2 separate regions of the Gossypium hirsutum genome follow, and region 2 is linked to region 1. A link is a contact called in public Hi-C data. All regions are on one chromosome and are shown on one strand. The core of a region is the stretch at or near the end of the contact, and the rest is flanking DNA. Distances in the headings are between cores, read along the strand shown.

Region 1 (3,348 bases), core at 320-2,819:
AAACGTGTGGTTACGGTGGTGGGTAGGAACCTTGGGAATAATTCTTTTCCTCTTCTTTTTTTCAATAAATAATTCTTAATTTTTTTTAGCCAAAATAGTTCTTAATTCTTAAACCAGATGGAATGGGTATATTCCTATTGAGTTTGGATTTCAGTATCTTTCCTAATAAAAATAATTTTTTAATAATTTTTTATACAATATTTAAAATTACTTATAGTCTCTCTTCAATCCATAAATAGGAAGATAATATCATTCAGCACACCTAAACTTATGTCTTCTTATATTGGTAACAATATCCATGCCAGTAGAGTGACAAGAAAAATAATTTTTAAAATAAAAGAATAATCGTATTCACTATCAATAAAATATTAAAATGTTATCACAGATCGTATTAGATTATGTTTTATTAGTATTAAATTTTATGAAAATGACATATTATAAAAAAAGGGTATATATAAAATATATATAAATGAATAATAAATCTTCAAAAGGAGAAGATAGTTTCTCTTAAGAGAGTGGTTTTTTAAAAATAATATGGATTATTTTAAGCAGTAATTTAATTTAGTTTATTTAAAATTTTTATTTAAAAGATATTAAAGCACGAATCATATTTATAGTAATATTAATTTTTTTAAAATTAAATTTTAAAATATTTTCTTAATTGAATTTGATATTTGATTAATTAACGGAATTAATTATAAATTTAAATATAGTAAAACAGATATAAATGATCATAGAAACAAAGCACAATTATTCTAAGAGGCATTGAGATATAATTGGACCTCTTCAACGATTTGACCATTTGTGGAAGCCCAACAATCTTCTAATATTTAGATGGTGCGTAAAAAATATATTAGATAAAAAAATGAGTATGAACAAAAAAAAGTATATTTTAAATATAGGTTAAATTTAGACTTTAATATTTGAAGTTTGAGCCTTGCGATTTAATTTATTTTTAAGTTTATAATATTTTAGGTTTTTTTTTCCTTCGAGAAAACTGATATTCATAAATGAAGGGGCCAAGTGTCAAACAACAAATAATCTACAGTACACGAAAAAACAGTACAAAACACTATAGCACACGAAAAGACAGCACAAAGCACCAAAACCACTCAAGCACAGAGGAAAAGGCACACATAAAACAAAACCAAAAAAGAAAAACACTCCACCCTCCAAAGAAAATACCAAATGAATACCAGCAAAATCATTCCTCTGCTGCTCAACAAAAACACTCGCGCAGAACCAAATGAAGAGGAAGACTCGGCTTTGAGAAACCAAACAACGGAGATTCAAGGAACCTTCTCCGAAACATCAAAACCCATAAGAAACCACTCATCCTCGGCGACTCCAGTCCAACCAGTCCGAAGCCGCCAAAACTTCGACAGAAATAGGTGCTTCTTCAACCCAAAAACAAGGAGAATTCCTCCTGCGCCCTTCTAGTGCCAAAGTATGAGCTGCCCGATTGCCACTCCTGGGGACAAACTGGTAAGAAACTCCATCCATAAAATCTGCGAGTCTTCGAATATTCAGAGAAATGGGTCTAAGAATGGACCTATCATCCTTGACAGTGTTAAGCTTTTTAATAATCGAGAGGGAGTCCCCTTCCAGGATGATCGTCCTAAAGCCCCATGTCAATTGCAAAGAGAAGAGCACGTTCACAGGCCCTAGCTTCTGCAACAAACGCGTCGGCAACATCAACATAGGGGTAAGTACACGCTCCCATAATTAATCCCGAATCATTGCGAGCAAGAACCGCCACAGTAGAAGTATGAGATGCACTTTGAAAGGAGGCATCAAAATTTAGCTTAAGCACATCCGGATCCGGAGGTCTCCACCCCACAGACTCAAAATTTGTAGGACTAACTATGGAAACTCTACTCACACTTAAAGCAGAAGCATAGCCTTTTCACAAAACCCACGAGGTCCTGCCAAACAAACTGCGTTCCCTCATGAACCACTTTATTTCGCTGAAACCAAGTAGCCCAAAGGGAAATAACTAAAAGCTTTCTGGTATCCGCATCAACTTTGATGAAAATGTTCATTAATTGATTTTTACCATCCAGAGTACGAACACTGCAATCAAATGGGAGATTCAAAGAGAGCCATAAATGCCTCAACACGTCACAGGACCATAACAAGTGACCAAGATCCTCCGGCGCTTCCTTACAAAGGGGACAAACATTGACAACCTGCAATCTCCGTTTGAGAAGATTGTTGAAATGCGGCACGAAATCTTTAGAAAGCCTCCACATGTGAATTTTTAGTTTAGCAGGAATCTGTAATTCCCATAGCAAATTGTAGAATTGTTTGTAGCTGGCTATAGGTTCCATATTGTAATCACTAGGATACCTGTGTGTAGTGAGTAAAGCACGATACCCACTCTTAACCGAGTACTCCCCGGAAGCATCAAAATGCCACACAAGCACATCCGGTGCTCCAGCTCCAGCAAGAGGAATTTAAGGATACGATTAGCCTGTTCTTCATCAACAATTTGATAGATGATATCCTTATTCCAGGTACCCGATCTAACATCAATTAATTGACCCACAACAGTCTAGTTAGTATTTGTACTCTAAACTGAAAGTCTACTATTACCAAGGCCAGGCAACCAAGGATCATTCCAGATGTTCACAGAGTCACCACTACCGATACGCCAGAGCAACCCATCTGAAATCAGCTCTCGAGCGTTGCATAAGCTCCGCCAGGTAAAAGAGGGGTAAGAACCAATTTTAGCAGCCATAATATCTGAAAAATGAAAATAACGAGCTTTAAAAACTTTTTCAAAAAGACAATCAGGCTTCGATATCAATCGCCAAACTTGCTTAGCGAGCAATGCCTTATTAAACAAAAATAGATCCTGAAAGCCCATCCCTCCATCAGATTTGGGCATACAAAGGTCAGCCCAAGCACACTAATGAATACCCTTAGATGACTTATTGTTAGACCACCAAAACTTGTTCATAATAAGTTCTAATTTTTGACACAGAGTTTTCGGAAGGGCAAAACATTGCATCACATAAACGGGAATTGCCTGCAAAACCGCCTTAATGAACACCTCTTTACCACCCATCGAAAGATAACGAAAACTCCAACTTTCAATTCTCCTCCGAAACCTATCCACAAAATCAGCAAAAGCCCTTCTCTTATTTCTCCCAATCATCATTGGCAATCCTAAATATTTTTCCGGATTTGTAGCCACCCTAACACCCAAAACATTGGTGATCGTATCCCTCTCGGAGTGACCCACACGCACCAAAATAAATAAACGATTTGTCGAAATTGACCTGGTGCCCCGAATTTAATTCATATTCCTTGATAATGTTCTGAACAACATGGGCCCCCTCCACC
Region 2 (3,235 bases), core at 432-2,931, 420 kb before region 1:
TAGCGGATTTCTCACATCAATCCTGACACGAATTCGCATATAACCCCCATACCATTTATTCAATGACTTCGCACCATACTAAAATTGCCCCAAAAAAGCCCCCAAATTGCCTAGCCATCATTTCTGACATTAATCCCGTCAGAAGATCATGAATCTAGACCAAAAAATCAACCCGAAACAATGGCACAACCATGAGGTCATCCCCTTCCTTTAATCGATGAAAAAGTAGTAAATGGTTGTTGAACGTTTAGGGACTTCCATCCAAGAACCTGTCAAGATCAATCTCATAGTAAAACTGAAAGAGAAACCGCTTCTCACCCATATAAGTAATCTTAACACCCCCATGAGGGTGCCATAAATTCACCAAAGTGGTGCGCATCGCCTGAAACTGTACAACAGTGGCCATCAAGAAGCTACCCACCACACTCAGATTCACCACCTACTCCCTCACTTCCTCCTTCAGATCTACTTGCCATGCCTCCTCCTCCTCCCTACCAGTAAGTGAAAGCACTGCCAAGCCTTTTTCCATCCTTTAATCATCGCTGTCAATAGCATTCTTTTCGCCTTATCCACCGCAAAAACTACCACTTAGAGATCTATTTTGAATAGAAAACCTTCTATATTTAAGTGTAAAAGAAATTACTGGATGAATATATATTTACTTAGTTTTAATAATTTGGATATTAGTTTTGTTTTGAATGATTAGCTATATTTATTTTATGATATAAAATAATTTAATATCATATAAATTAATATTTTGAAAGAATAAATTGGTTAGAAAGATATAAAATATTTTTTAAAAATTATGAAAATTAAATAAATTATTTTAAAAAAATATAAGAAAAAGAGAAATGTGCAACTTCTTGCAATATTTTTAATATTTTTTTTTAGAATTTAAAAATTAATTAAATACTAAAATGTCATCATGTCATTAAAATGAACAAACAAACCTTTCGATTATTTTTTATAAAAGTAAAATTAAAAAAAAAATTTAAAAAGTTAGAAATGTAAATGAGATTAATAAAGATAACATATAAGTGTATACTAGAAATAAAACCGTATAAGAAAATTGGTTTCTCAAATAAAGAAAAATGATTTCTTTATTTATTCTACTGTAATAGATGATAAGTATGAGCTTAATGCAAATTTCAGAAAAGAAAATATATAAAAGAAACCCCTTCAAAACCGTTGGCTGATGAGCTTGTGAAGCGCCCACAGTCCCAACATTCAAATCCGGAAACCGGTTACCGGTTTTCGCTTTCCCTCTTTTAAAGTGGTTTTTGAATCAACACGAACCTCCCGAAAACCAGGAGCCTTTTTCTATATTATTTTATTCTGTTTTTCTTTAATTAAAATAAAACAGGGGCTCCCACTTCACACCCTCTACCTCATATGTGGCGATTCGACAACACTCTGATGCCTGTACGTGTCTTCCACGCGCTACTCTCTTCCTTTCTCAATTTTTGGACCCATTTGCATGGCATCCCTTACCTTTTTCACCACCTGTCCTTATATTCAAGTATCCGTTTTACCCTTTAGAAAGCAGTAACATATCGAGCGCAAGTGGGGGTAGTTTAGTAAAAATGAGTTGTGCATCGATTTCCCCGAGAGGAGTTACGTTCCGTAAATATTTAGGTTGTCTTACGCAGAAGGGACAGTACATTAAGTACGCCTCCAATGGGGAATTGAAATTGGATTCCTTAATTGGGAGTGAGTTGCACGAGTGAGAGGGTGAGAGTAGTGAAATAGCAAAAGTATTTAAAAACATAGCAGTACCATGTTTTTATTGTTTTTTAAATAAAAATTGATTTATTTTTGAAAGCCAACCTCCTTGAATGTGGAAACCAGCGTTTTGGAAATTAAAACAACTGCGTTCCCCTGGTCCTATACCTGAAAACCCAGCGGCCATTTTTTCGTAAAAGAATATCTCTTATTTTTATATTTTCCTTTTCCGCTTCCCTTAAATACTCCAACTTCCCTCTTTTCTTCAATCCCCCCCCCAAATTTTCTCTTTTCTTTCTCCAACTTCTCAAAATGCGCATGAGTTGTAATGGATGCCGGATTCTTCGTAAGGGCTGCAGTGAAAATTGTAGCATCAGGCCCTGTTTACAATGGATCAAAAGCCCTGAATCCCAAGCAAACGCCACCGTCTTTCTAGCCAAGTTCTATGGCCGTGCTGGCCTTATGAACCTCATCAACGCCGGCCCCGAACACCTCCGCCCTGGTCAGTTTCACTTTCCTTTCACACATCTGCTCTGTTTATTTTTAATTTACATTATTTTTAGATTACTGTCTTTTCTTTCACTGATTTCTTTTCCCTATTTATTCAGCTATTTTTAGGTCGTTATTATACGAGGCTTGTGGTCGGATAGTGAACCCGATATACGGTTCTGTCGGCTTATTATGGTCCGGAAGCTGGCAGCTTTGCCAAGCCGCCGTAGAAGCTGTGCTAAAAGGTGCTCCGATCACTCCGATTGCGTCGGAAGCCGCTGCGAATGGTCAAGGGCCGCCTCTAAAAGCATACGACATTCGTCATGTTTCCAAAGATGAAAACTCTGCAGCCTCTAACGATGTCCAACGAGTTAAGACACGGTGCCGAGTTAAAAGAACTTTGAAGCCGAAGGTGAATAACCCGGTCTTAGAGGAGGAGAACCGCAGCTCGGAACCACCCGAACCGCGGTGTTACGCTGATGAAGGGTTCGAGGGAAACCGGTCGACGAGTCACGAGTCCTCGCTGAGTCACCAATCTGAGTTGGCTGTTATGGATGGGGAAAGTAAAGAAACCTCGAGTATGATCTCAGAGGAAACAGTGGCGGCTTCGCGGCTGTTTCCGGCGGGGCCGGAGCTCGGAGGTAAGGTGTTGGAAGAAAGGACGGTGGAGGGAAGCAGCGAGATTGGGCTGGAGTTGACGCTGGGGTTTAAACCGGTGATGTCACGTGCTTGTCAGGTGGTGGTGCCTGTAAAGAAAAGGAGAGTGGAAGCATACGGCACGTTCGAGGATAGTCAAACGTGTAAGTTTGAGCTGGGTCTTGACTATCCGGCGGCTTAAATGGCTTTTATAAAAGGAAAAACAAAAGGATAGTTTGTTCCCAGTTTTGGCGGCTCGTTTCCGGCTTTTGTTTTATACATAGAAGAGCTGTGGGTTGTTTTTTCTTTTTTTTTTTTTTTTTGTAAGTTCTTTTTGTAATTTTCCTTTTTCCCTTTATGTAAACAAAAGAAATAGTTTACATGAGTA

Evidence for each region. A called contact is a pair of places that touch in the nucleus more often than the background predicts.
Region 2: a contact with region 1 is called in a Hi-C map of leaf, with 2.8 times the contacts expected there. The contact joins the promoter of LOC107927214 here to the promoter of LOC107935766 in region 1. A contact is called at or near these places in 3 of 34 Hi-C or Micro-C datasets (callus and leaf).

Annotation. Positions count from the first base shown.
Region 1 is chrA12:11,026,928-11,030,275 of Gossypium_hirsutum_v2.1, reverse strand. It overlaps LOC107935766 (elongator complex protein 5), which reads left to right and starts at 1,569. Exons shown (of 14, transcript XR_001694265.2): 1 at 1,569-1,705; 2 at 2,064-2,516; 3 at 2,605-2,716.
Region 2 is chrA12:11,446,378-11,449,612 of Gossypium_hirsutum_v2.1, reverse strand. LOC107927214 (LOB domain-containing protein 41) reads left to right here and starts at 1,681. Exons shown (of 2, transcript XM_016858244.2): 1 at 1,681-2,224; 2 at 2,331-3,235. The coding sequence starts at 2,035. The coding sequence ends at 3,049.